Regions from separate parts of the Mus musculus genome. Here regions 2 and 3 are each linked to region 1. Evidence: chromatin contacts called from public promoter capture Hi-C data. All regions are on one chromosome and are shown on one strand. The core of a region is the stretch at or near the end of the contact, and the rest is flanking DNA. Distances in the headings are between cores, read along the strand shown. Region 1 holds the start of Col4a2 (collagen, type IV, alpha 2). Region 2 overlaps Myo16 (myosin XVI). Region 3 overlaps Myo16 (myosin XVI).

Region 1 (3,943 bases), core at 1,026-3,525:
GGCAAAATGTTATTGATACCATGAAAAGGACACAGATTTCTAAATGAGGGGGGATGTTGTTTTTAAACAGGTCTTCTTGCATACCTAAGGTCATATGCACATTTAGCAGGCTTGCTAATGGGGTGAATGTCTTACCAAGGTAACATCTTAGGGTACCCACGGGCCAAATCACTTAAGATAAGGCAGCTGGAGGAACAGAACAGAGCGAGCATCCAGAAATGTACTTGGTCTTACAGGACAATTAGTAGGAAATACATCAATGTCAAGCCTCAACCCTGGCTGGTTTGACTTTCCAAGTAAGATCAGGAGTTCATGTGGCTGACTCAACGGTTTAAAGTCCTGAGGGTCTGGACGTGAGATCTCACAGTTAGCTTTGCTAACACGATCGTTCAGAAAAACCTAAGTCCAAACAGTGGCTCATGCTTTTCCATCACAGTGATCCCCTTAGAAGGCCTAGGTCTTTTGGTAAATATTTTCCACCCTGGGGAATGAACCCAGGGCTATGTTCATGCTGGGTAAGCACTTTGCCCGTCAGCCTCTTTTTACTTTATTATTATTATTATTATTATTATTATTATTATTATTATTATTATTATAGCGAGAGTCTCCCTATGTTGCCTGGGCTAGCCTTGAACTCATTCTGTTGCCCAGGCTAGCCTTGAACTTGAGATCCCCCTGCTTCGGGTGTCCAAGAAGCAAGAACTACAAGACCTGCACCGCCAGCAGGTCCAGCCTATCAAGCCTGCTCTTTTGAGAAACTACCCTCAGCAAGAGAATGGGTAGTTAAAAGGCTACCTGCGGTGAAGGTGAAGACTGGAGAGGAGGGAACTCTCTGAAGTTGGTTGCTGATGTAATTAATCATCCTTCTTCAGAAAGGGAGGCAAAACCCAATTAAGAAAACCCCTAGTAACGTTACCAGTTTATTCTAGTATGTAACAGTTAATAATTTATAGCATAGTTGATCAGTATCGCTCCTGCAGGAAAGAGGTGAAATTCTTAAAAGGAAAGGAAAATGCACAATTAAGCAACGGTTTCTTTTAAAACTTGGAAGCTTCGGTGAGAAGCAAACGTCGTTTTTTAGGCATTTGAGGGGAAGGCAAACTGTGGAGAGGCCACACCTTGTGGCCTTTGGGCCTGCATGGCTGTCACAGCAGCAGCAGCAGCTGAAGTGTATTCTCTAGGGGCGAAGGCAGAAAGTCTGGCCGGGTTCCTCCAGAGCTGGAAGTCTGGCTCTTGCAAACATCTCCCAGCGCCCTCCTGGCCAAGCACAGCACCAGAGGAAACAAAAACTTAAAAAAAACAATTTGCGCAGGGAACAATGCGACGGAGTTTCGCTTTGGTTTCACACTCAAGTCTAAATGTGGTTATAATTTTCAGGCACGCACTCATAAAAGGCAAGAGTCGAGGCAGAGACTTTTAGGATGCGGAGAAGAGCCCCGCGTCTGTTCTCAAGCGTGCCGTAGGCTACACAAAAGTCGTGGGAAAGCAAAAATACAGATGTTTCCAGGCAAACGGCCCAAAGCTGTTCAGCCTCAACCATCACGGTCTCCAAACAACCAGAAACACACCCAAAGCGGTTCCCCCTGCACATGAGTGTAGGACTCTGAGTGGCGTGGGGTGTGCCTGGCCACCCTTCCAGCCCCGACCCACTCGCGCGCCCCGCCGCTGAGAGCCTTGGCGATGAGGGTTCAAATCTCACTGGCTCCTCGGTACCCTCACCCCGCCGTGGTACACGCTAAGCTTCAGTCCCTTCCTAACTCTCCCGCACCCAGTGTATAACAAAGGAGGTTCCGTAATGGATGTGCGATCGCTGCCCACAGGGACTAGGAGAGGGAGACCCGGGGGAAGAATGCACCTGGCCGTGCCACCCGCGGTACCCTCGAGGGCCAGGCGGCTTGACTGCGCCAGGCGCTGGACAAAGAGGCCTCGCGGGGCGTCAGGGGTGCAGGGAGGGAGGCTGGGGAGCGCAGCCCGCAGGGAACTCACCTTCGCAGCTGCTCGGCTGCGCTCCTCGTGGAGCAGAAGGGCGGCGAAGAGCAGCAGAAGCCAGACGCTGAGCCGGGGCCCCATGGTGGCGCGCCCGGGGCGGCAGGGGACCAGCAGAGACGGCGGGGAAATGCAGCCCAGTTCCCGTGGGCCACGGCGAGGTGCTCAGTCTCGGAGGGCCCGGGCGTGAGCCCTGCTCACCGTCCCGGGTGCGGTGACTCTGCGCAGAGACCTGAGCGCGCCGCCCGAGGAGCTCCCCAATTTGTTGGCGCTGCCCCCTCCCCTCGGCAGTGCGCGGGCGGCGTCTCCAAGGGGAGGACCCTGCGGCGCGGGTAAGAGGCGGAGGCTGCGCGCCGCTCGGGACTTGGTGTCGCAGGGAGTCCGAACGCCGGGGCTCTGCGCTCCGCACCCAGCTCCTCCCGCGCCCCGATTCCACGAGCCCCTTGGCTCGCCAATCCCGGGCAAGCACCAGCAAGGCACGCCGGGGCCGAGAGTCCGGCGCCCACGGAGCAGAGCCAGGCCGGCCTGGCCGCCGGTGTGCCACGGGCCAACGCTTCTTCAGGGGCCCATGCGCGCGGGCAGCAGCTCCTGACCCTGAGGTGAGAGCGACCCCCGGGAGGCACAGAGAGCCAGGCCCCAAGTCGCGGACCTGTAGCGCCGGAGTAGGCTGAGGCTGCGCGCTCCGTTGGATCGGAGCTGGGGGAATAGGGATCGCGCTGCATGGGCTGAGGAGCTCCAGGCAGGGCCTACGGAGAAGAATCTCCCTTTTTCTGTCTCCTGATGGGACAGAACTTTGGTCACCCCGCAAGGAAACGAGGGACATTATGCGGAGTCAGGGTGCTAAGATGACGATGCTCTCTCTGCCTGCCACCTTTGCTAACCCGCTTTGTCTCTTGCCTCCAGGTTAGGAAGGGATCGAGCCGAGTCTAGAGCTCAAAGACTGGGATCATGGACCGAGTGCGGTTCAAAGCGTCTGGCCCTCCCCTGCGAGGGTAAGTCGCCTTCTGCCTGGTCTCCTAGGTGAAGGGGACCTTGCATGCATATTTCAGGAGTTGACAAGTTGGGGCCCGCATGTTTTGGTCGCTTTCTTACCCTCCCTCCCTCTCCTGTGCAGGTGGCTGCTGCTAGCAACTGTGACAGTGGGACTCCTGGCTCAGAGCGTCTTGGGGGTAAGTACCGCTTGAACTCCACGGCGCTTGGAGTTCCGCGCCCGTGACGGGTTGGGACGCTCGCGGAGCCTCGTGGAAGACAGGCTCGTCGAGCCCACCTGAGTGTGCGTGTGCATTGTAGGTGTGTGCTACTGTGTCTGCCAGCCGCTCGTCCCGTGCAGTGCAGGAGTCGGCCCTCTCTAGGGAGCTAATAATTAAAACGTAGCCTCAGGCACCTTTTGCTGCCAAGCTTTGGCCTTAGCAGCAAGGGAAGAATGTCTATCACTAGGCCACGAGGCGCACGGACAGAGGGGGCTGGGAGCAAAGAGTTTCCAGAAACTCAGAGGTGGTGTCCAGGCACTGTGGTGGGCAGAGAGCATCTTGCTTAAATATGAGTCTCTGGGGAGGGGCGGGGCAAGGAGGAGACAGCCTCCTGCTTTAAGGTTGTTCGGGGACAAAGGGATAGAAACCGCGGTCTCTTCCAAACCTTGAGTAGGCCCTGAAGAGCCACAGACCAGAGGGAGGCCTGTGGTCCCTGGCTTCTGTGACTTGTTTACTGTACCTGTTGCTCCTTGAAAGACCAAACCAGGCCTGCCAGAACAGCCTTTGAACTGAACTGGAGAGATGCTCTGGGGCTCCCTCGCATTTTAAATGTAGCCACTCCTTATACCAGTACCAGTGTGTGTGTGTGGGGGGGGGGGTCTTCTCATAGGTAGTGCTGTTTAAAAGAAACATGAAAATTGAGAACCCTGGCCAGGTGTCCTATGTGCCCTGTTTACTTGTCTGTGGAATACCTGAGTTCCAAGTAG
Region 2 (3,901 bases), core at 979-3,478, 680 kb before region 1:
ACATGTCAGTCACCCACCCCTCGACTGGTTCTTACTGGTTAAATGATTGTGAGCTATATTCTATGACCAAGATCTAGGGCCACATTGAACATCTAGCCCAGTGCTGCTCTCCATAGGGCAGACCTTCAGGCCTAGCTCAGCTCCAGTTCCACATCTACCATGTCTTTAAGGTCCCTGTAAGGAGTGAAGTTCAGGGTCACAGTTATAGTCTGCGTTATTTCCCTTTTCCTGTTGCTCAGCTGGTCATCCCCATTCAACACACAGACCCTCTGCAAGCCTTCTACCATGGCAACCTCACCAACACAGATGGTTAAAAGCAGAGTGATAGGAAAACAGATCTCTCTTGCCTAGCTGCTCTGTCTACACTGTGGGTATCACAGAAAGGCGTCCATGGAATCTCCTCAAATCAGGCCACGAGCTGTGTATAGAGCAGAGGACCGATCCATGGGCTCCAAAGGTTTAATGGTGTCTCTGTCTATGCCTTGGTATAACAGTTGCCTCCTGTCTGTCAATGCTAATGACAGTTCTGTGCAACCTTCCAAAGAGGAAGATGAAGTAGGGTGACCTCTGTCTTATAGATGGGTGAATTCCACCTGGTGTGAAGCCAGCAGACCCTGAGCTGAGATGTGGCAGGGCCCGTGGCCTCCTGTGACTTCTTCTTTCCCTAAAATGAAATAAATGTTTCCCTTTCAGAAGCAAAATGATCATTTTGTTACCAGAATAAGTTTTACCTCTTAATGATAACATTTGGTTTACTTGGAAATAGCAAACGACAATCAAATAATTGATGTGTTATTGTTACCAATACATCATAAGATCACAAAAGAGGACAGACACTGGTGCAGGTGTTTCTATGACACCATGTGGTATTTGAAATGCTTCTTGTTTACACTGTACTGGACCACACCAGAGTAACATAATGGTACTGGCTTGTTATTCAGAGATACCAAAGCCCCTTTTATCACCTCTGAGACCATCTTACTTGAGTTTTGCAATCTAATAAATTTAATAGATCTAAATGAAGCAAATTAAATGTTATTAGCCCCATAGTGTTTTCCTTTTGGGACAAGCCTCTGAAAATCGTGATCTTAAAACCTCTCTGCGTCAGATATAGAATGTCTAACTTCCATTTAGACATACCTGTGCACGTGCTTATTTTTTTAATGAAGAACAATAATGCTGGTATTCTGGCGTCCCTTTTGTGCAAGTCCGGCACTTCTCCTTTTACGCCTAATAAATTTCCCTTAATCAGGGCTAATCTCTAAAATAGAATCTGAGGAATGTGCTGTGGTATTCTCCAAAGAAAGGGTTTATTCTGAGCTCAGGCTGATTATCGAAACCATCAGTCAGAGTTTCACTTATTGGGGAACCACGGAAAGCTCTTTGCTGGTTGATTCCATTCCTCTGGACGCCCTTCAGTATTGCAAGCCTTCGACACCCTCATTAAGAGGGCTTGCTAATGGTTTGTGTGCATAAGCTTCACATTTTATAATGTACTTGGGAATTTGACTATTTCTAGTAAATACAGCAAAGCTCTCAAAAGAGAGAAAAGGTTTTTTTTGTTTTTTTTTTTTTGTTGTTGTTGTTATTGTTTTTTTTTGTTTGTTTTTTTGTTTGTTTGTTTTTTGATCGGGGAGTAGTGGTTTTTTTAGTTTTGGTTTTCCAGAAAGAAAAGCAAGGTGGGGAGATCAGTCAGCAAAGCATTTACTATGAAAACAACATGAGCTGAGTTCAAGTGCCAGAACCTACCCAAAACAAAACAAAAACCCACCAACAAACAAAAAAATCTTGTACAGACAGCACCTGCTTGTAAACCCTGGTTCTGGAAAGATAGACACACTTGTATCCATGCAGCTGCCTAGCCTTCTTGGGGAAGTCCAGATCAGTGAGATACTCTGCCTTGAAAAACAAACAAGATGGTATCTGAGAAACAATGCCCAAGGTTCACACACACGCACACAGGCACACACACACAGAGGAATGCACAGGAGAAGACACCATGACTCGAGAGATTTGAGATGTTTTCTGTCAAATTCCCTGCCAAGTCTCACTGAGATCAGCAGCTTCCTAGAGACAGGCACCTCTGTGCTCAGGTCAGTGTGATGCTGACTTCAAAGCTGTGCCTTTTGGAGTTTAAATGGAGGGCCACATCTGGCATCTTTTTAGTTGTCCTAGACAATGCTGCAGAGTCCATGCTGCAGTGGAAATGTAGAGGGGTGTTTGTGTCTGTTGCAGAGAGAAGGAGGGCACAGCCAGTGGGGAGCCCAGTGCCATCTGCAGAGTGGAGGCTGGAGTTCCTTTGTCTGGGTTTCGAATTTACTCTTTGTTAGGAACAGGTCTCTGTTACAGGCTTGTCTCACCTGGCTTTCTTCAGTTAAACTGAGTGTTTGCTATGCACTTTCTCTTGTTTTAATTCCTAGCTTAAACATTGTTTCTGTTCCTTTAGTGGTTTGGCTAGCGGGTGGGACACGCATGCTTGACTCATTACATTCTAGCATATTTTATTACTTCTATCACTTTCCTGATATTTCTAGAGCTCAGGCTTTAACCTTTCCTTAATCCCTCCAGCTTGTGCAGTTACAGTTGGCAGCCTTGTGTGTTTTGTGTGAGACTTACCGTCTAGGGGACGTTCCAAGCATCTAATTGATGTTTACCTGCAGGCTTGCTAATTACAGAGTTCCTAAACCTTAAATTTTACTTTTTTTTCCCCATCTGAGATCACTCTCTCCCTATATAAAGGGAAACCTTCCTTTTGAGTCTCTGTCTATGCACGATATCTGAGGACACTTTTTGTTTGTGCACCGTCTTTACTTCACTCTGTGTTTTGAAGGCTAGCTCTGTCAGACAGAGAGCTGGATTGGCTCTCAGTAATTCCATTCATGTTTCTTTGCTCTCCCAGCCTCCAGTATTCCTATTAAGAAGTAAGTGTCTGCTCCTATCATAGGCCCTTTGGATATCAGCACATCCTTTTTTTTTTTTTCAATATTTTTTAATTAGGTATTTTCTTCATTTACATTTCAAATGCTATCCCAAAAGTCCCCCCATTAAACCCACACACACACTCCCCTACCCACCCACTCCCACTTCTTGGCCCTGGTGTTCCCCTGTACTGAGGCATATAAAGTTTGCAAGACCAAGGGGCCTCTCTTCCCAATGACATTCTTCCTTTAGTTTTGTATTCATTCTTTGAAAATTTCATACATGGATACACTGTATCTTGATCATATCCAACCCTCATTCTTGTCTTCTAGGTCCTCTGAGGATCCAGAATCTCTATCATACCTCCCTCTAACTGCATGTCCTTCTAAATGTTTGATTTGGTTTGGTTGTTTGGATGTTTGGTTGGTTGGTTAGTTGGTTGGTTGGTTTGAGCCATTTAGTCCAGTTAGTGCTGCTGAGATGCAGGGAGGAGCTGGGATCATACACTTGGGCTAGTGCAGAAACTACCAGTGTCCACACTCTTGAAGAAAAGCACCTCTGCCTACCCCATGCTGTATCCTGAATGTGGGAAAATTCAGAACACAGGAGACTGGCCTCAGTGGGATCTCACATTAGCAGAGGAGAGCAGAGGGATTTTAAAATGTACCCATGAAGAGTCACATGGATGTCACACACTTACCAGACCCTGACTGTAGCTTAAATAAGTGCCTGGACAGAAGAAGTTGGGTGATAAGCTGAACAAAGCCATAGCTAAGAACACAGACTCTGAAGCCACCTTCTCTGTGTGCTGTTGGGCAAACAAACTTTTCTGTGCCTCGGCTGCCTCATCCACAAAATAATAGCACCGACTTTGTAGAACTCATAGGAGAAGCCTGGTTCACAGAAAGTTGCCTGCACTTGCTAGCCCTCCACAGCATCTACTAGCTGGAAAATTCTATGTACTCCCCAGAGCCCTGTTTTC
Region 3 (3,465 bases), core at 114-2,613, 860 kb before region 1:
CCATGAACTCGGTTCTGCTCTGTCTCAGTGACTGAGATGCTGAACAGGGAACTTTCCAGGGTGATCTTCTCTGCAGAAATCCTAAATCCCACCTAGGCTTTTCTTATCAGTTCTGATGAGGGGGTTTGCTGGAATAGCTTAGGGTTATCTAACAGTCAGAGAGTGCTTGCTCCCTCTGTGCCCCCTGCTTCTCTCGATGCTTTATTGCACTGACCAGCACTTCCAAATAGTTGGGCGTGTCTGATGGTACATCTTTCTTGTCTTGTTTCCAAAATGATGGCAGTATGGCTGAGACTTGCCCTTATGCAACGTGTTTACGTAACGTTCCCACAGTTATCTGTCCTGAGGAGCTCTTATGTTTCATGTAAGCTTATTAAAGTCTAGTGGGATTATGACAACCATCTCATTCCTTGCTTCAGTGTGTCTATTTTTAATTAATATTTAACTTTTAATATGAGACTTTGTTTTTTGTTTGTTTTGTTTTCCTTTTAAGACAGGATCCCATAGCCCTAGCTGGCCTGGACCTCAATAAGTGATTCAGACTGGCCTCATATTTACAGGGATCCACCTGCCTCTGCCTCTAATGCTAGGGTTAAGGCATGCACAACCACACATGCAAAGACATAGGCGTTCTATATTTATGTCAATTCCAACTCTTCTCACACAACTCCTGCTGTTTTCCCTGCTTTCTCTCTCAAATTCATGACTTCTCCTTTAATTACTATTGTTACACACACACACACACACACACAGGCATGCACAAATGCACACATATAACTCACTAAGTCCATTTTTTCTTTACAATATTTTAGTTGCTTTAAATGTTTTAGTGTTCAATATGTGTTTGACTCTTTGTGTGTATGTGAACCACACATATGTATGTTTACCATATGTATATAAATGTATATTACATGTATGTATGTGTATGTACCACATGTATGTATGTGCACCATGTGTATGTATGTTCATCACATGTGTGTATGTGTGCCACATGTATGTGTGTGTGCCACATGAGTGCCTGATGGCCACCGACTGCAAAGGAGCCATCAGATCCCATGGAGCTGTAGTGACAAATGGTTGTGAGCCCATGCAGGTGCTGTGATCCAAAGCCAGCCCTCTACAATAGCAGACAGTGCTCTCAACCTCTCAGCTCTCTGTTTGGCTGTTTTATTTCTTTCCTTGACTCATTCTCTCAGCAAGGGCTCCATCCCTGCTGTTTGGTTTAGCTGGTTTTTGTTTTCATGGGTGAAATGGGATTCTAGTTCTTGCTTTTGGTAGATCTCTTGGCTGTTAGATTCATACTAATGAGTATGAGCGGCAGTCTGTGTTTTAGTCCTCTCTCCAGTGTTCCTAATGCCGTCCAACAGTTAGGGAACAGATTGAATGTGACTGCGTAGTTTTATTTATTTTTTGAGTCATGTATGATTCCCACAAGCCTACCCATTTCAAGGCCTTACACTTACTCTGTGTCATCGGTTACAGGTGTGCCTTTATGGTCTTTAGTAAGTTCGTAACTGAGGTGGAAATTTGCACTTCACATAGTTTGTGTCTTGGTCTAGCTCAAAATTAGCCTGTAAGAATTGTTTCTAAAAAAGCATTTTTTTTTGTTGTTGTTGTTTGATTGTCAAGTCTCACGTTCTTTTTGCTGTTTTTTAGTTTACTGTGTTCTTATTTTTGCTCATTTTGAGAATTTTTCTTTTGTTCCCTGAGCTTACAAACTGAATGTTTGTTTGGCGTTTTTAAATGATTTTCTTTTCTCTGGGCCTATAAACTACCCTCTAAGTACCTCCGGGTTCATTCCATAAGTTTTCTATGTGTTTTAGTTCTAAATATTTTGTCTTTCTGCCATTTAAGAGATGTAATAACAAGCAGTTTGTCAGAGAAGTGAATCTGACACACCATGTTTCTCTTCATTCAAATTGAGAATTTTCTTTTCATTAAATAAAGAGATTTCTCTGATTCTTATGAATACAGTACAAGTGACTTCTATTTCTGGGTAGACTTGTTTAAATCATTCTGCTGATTACCATGACAACCCAAACTCTGTAATCTAGCAAATATCTGAAGCAAAACCTGTTCTCTAAACAAGCCTCTGGCTCCAGCCACTCCTCTCCCACCGACACGTACGGTGATTTCTTGAAGAGCTGGCCATCTTCCTCTGTAGTTGCATTTCATGGTCCTGTGTGGGCATTTTTAGTTCCAAATAGGATGAGCAGGAGGAGTGCAAAGGTTTTTCCTCTGGTACCAAATTCCCCTGGTACATTCTAAAACCCAAATGAGATTTGTCAGAACCACATGGAAAATAGTGGTAAAAATGCAATGTCCTATAAAAATCGCCAAACACCTTGGACAAAGTCATAGCTGAATTTAAATATTAGTCATAACACTTGTGAATCGTCTTCAAGAATGATGTGACCGGTATAAGTAATGGAGGCCTGTCTGCTTTGGTCCTGACTCAGTGTTTTCAGGAGATTCAACTGATCTGTAGAGATGTGACTGTTGTAACATCAAGTGTCATGAGCTTTCTTGTCAATGACGGCATCTAGTCTTTGAAAATACCGTCTAAAACCAGATTGTTTAAATAAAACCTCTGAGTGACTAGATGATTTTTATGGCAGATAAACATTCTCCATCCTTCTTCCTGGCTCTTCTTGAATGGGGAAGTCAGCACACATCTTTTTTTAAGGACAGAACTCTGGAAGCTCCTCTCATCTTTGTTCAACCACCTCCCAGCGCCTGTGACCTGCCCTGCTCAGAGAAGTTAATGGAATCTGTTCCTTAACTCCCCATGCCTGTCAGTGGGGCATAATGGAAATTATGTCAGAATAAACAATACCCCAGAGGGATAAAAACGGGGAATACAGTCGGCACCCTGGCCCTTAGAGATCCTGTCTCTGAACAAAAAGCCATGTTATGCTCTGTGCTGAGCCCCAGTGTCGGGAGGTCCACACAGGCTATGTCAGTAACTAGTTAAGTGCTTTTGCTTCATAAATGTTTCTTGACTGAGGAGACTGTATCCAGTAAGGGAAACCTGCTAGAGCGGGTTGGAATCACAGTAGGAGGTTTTCCCACTTCCCTGGAGACACACCAATCTAAGCCTGGCTTCTTCGGGTATGCAGCTGGATCCATGGTGAGGGGGCACTGGCTGTGGTTATCATATATTAAACATGATGTTAAGTTATGTTAGGAACTAGACTGTCATTCTGTACACTGGCATGGGGCATTGGATCAGTATTATTCTTTTCTGTTTTTACATAAATGTAGACATAGGCTTTTGTAAATGGTGGGATTTCACAGCAACAAAGAGAAGGATTTGGGATGTGACCCCTGATAGATCTTGTTCCAAACCATGCATTTTTCTGATGTGCTTCTTCTAAGGAAGAGCATGAGAAGGATTGGGGGGGTTGGGGGGGGGCAGAGGGGGCAGGGTCAGCTGCCATGAGCACTAGCTAGTCTTCCAAAAGA

The links. Promoter capture Hi-C pulls out the DNA fragments that hold promoters and counts their contacts.
Region 2: a promoter capture Hi-C map of stem cell-derived epiblast-like cells shows a contact between it and region 1, with 2.1 times the contacts expected there. The contact joins the enhancer-like site here to the promoter of Col4a2 in region 1. A contact is called at or near these places in 2 of 39 promoter capture datasets (cranial neural crest and stem cell-derived epiblast-like cells) and 2 of 115 datasets of contacts at active chromatin or transcription factors (bone marrow-derived macrophages and pancreatic cancer cells).
Region 3: a promoter capture Hi-C map of hippocampal neurons shows a contact between it and region 1, with 4 times the contacts expected there. The contact joins the enhancer-like site here to the promoter of Col4a2 in region 1. A contact is called at or near these places in 9 of 39 promoter capture datasets (the 3T3-L1 cell line, the C10 cell line, cranial neural crest and 5 more), 1 of 115 datasets of contacts at active chromatin or transcription factors (embryonic forebrain) and 1 of 9 other capture datasets (embryonic stem cells).

What each region holds. Positions count from the first base shown.
Region 1 is chr8:11,310,530-11,314,472 of GRCm38.p6, forward strand. It overlaps Col4a2 (collagen, type IV, alpha 2), which reads left to right and starts at 2,276. Exons shown (of 48, transcript NM_009932.4): 1 at 2,276-2,585; 2 at 2,890-2,978; 3 at 3,101-3,155. The coding sequence starts at 2,935. Col4a1 (collagen, type IV, alpha 1) reads right to left here and starts at 2,297. Exons shown (of 52, transcript NM_009931.2): 1 at 1,987-2,297. The coding sequence starts at 2,070.
Region 2 is chr8:10,627,588-10,631,488 of GRCm38.p6, forward strand. All of the region lies in intron 34 of Myo16 (myosin XVI), which reads left to right. Among named protein-coding and RNA genes, the nearest start is that of Gm32330, 44 kb to the right of the region's middle. Within about 2 kb of position 2,229, at least 48 of the 459 cell types and tissues checked have an H3K27ac peak or open chromatin away from gene starts, as enhancers often do. A contact at or near this core is called in pancreatic cancer cells and stem cell-derived epiblast-like cells, where this site is marked.
Region 3 is chr8:10,449,353-10,452,817 of GRCm38.p6, forward strand. All of the region lies in intron 20 of Myo16 (myosin XVI), which reads left to right. Among named protein-coding and RNA genes, the nearest start is that of Gm51561, 21 kb to the left of the region's middle. Within about 2 kb of position 1,364, at least 11 of the 459 cell types and tissues checked have an H3K27ac peak or open chromatin away from gene starts, as enhancers often do. A contact at or near this core is called in hippocampal neurons, where this site is marked.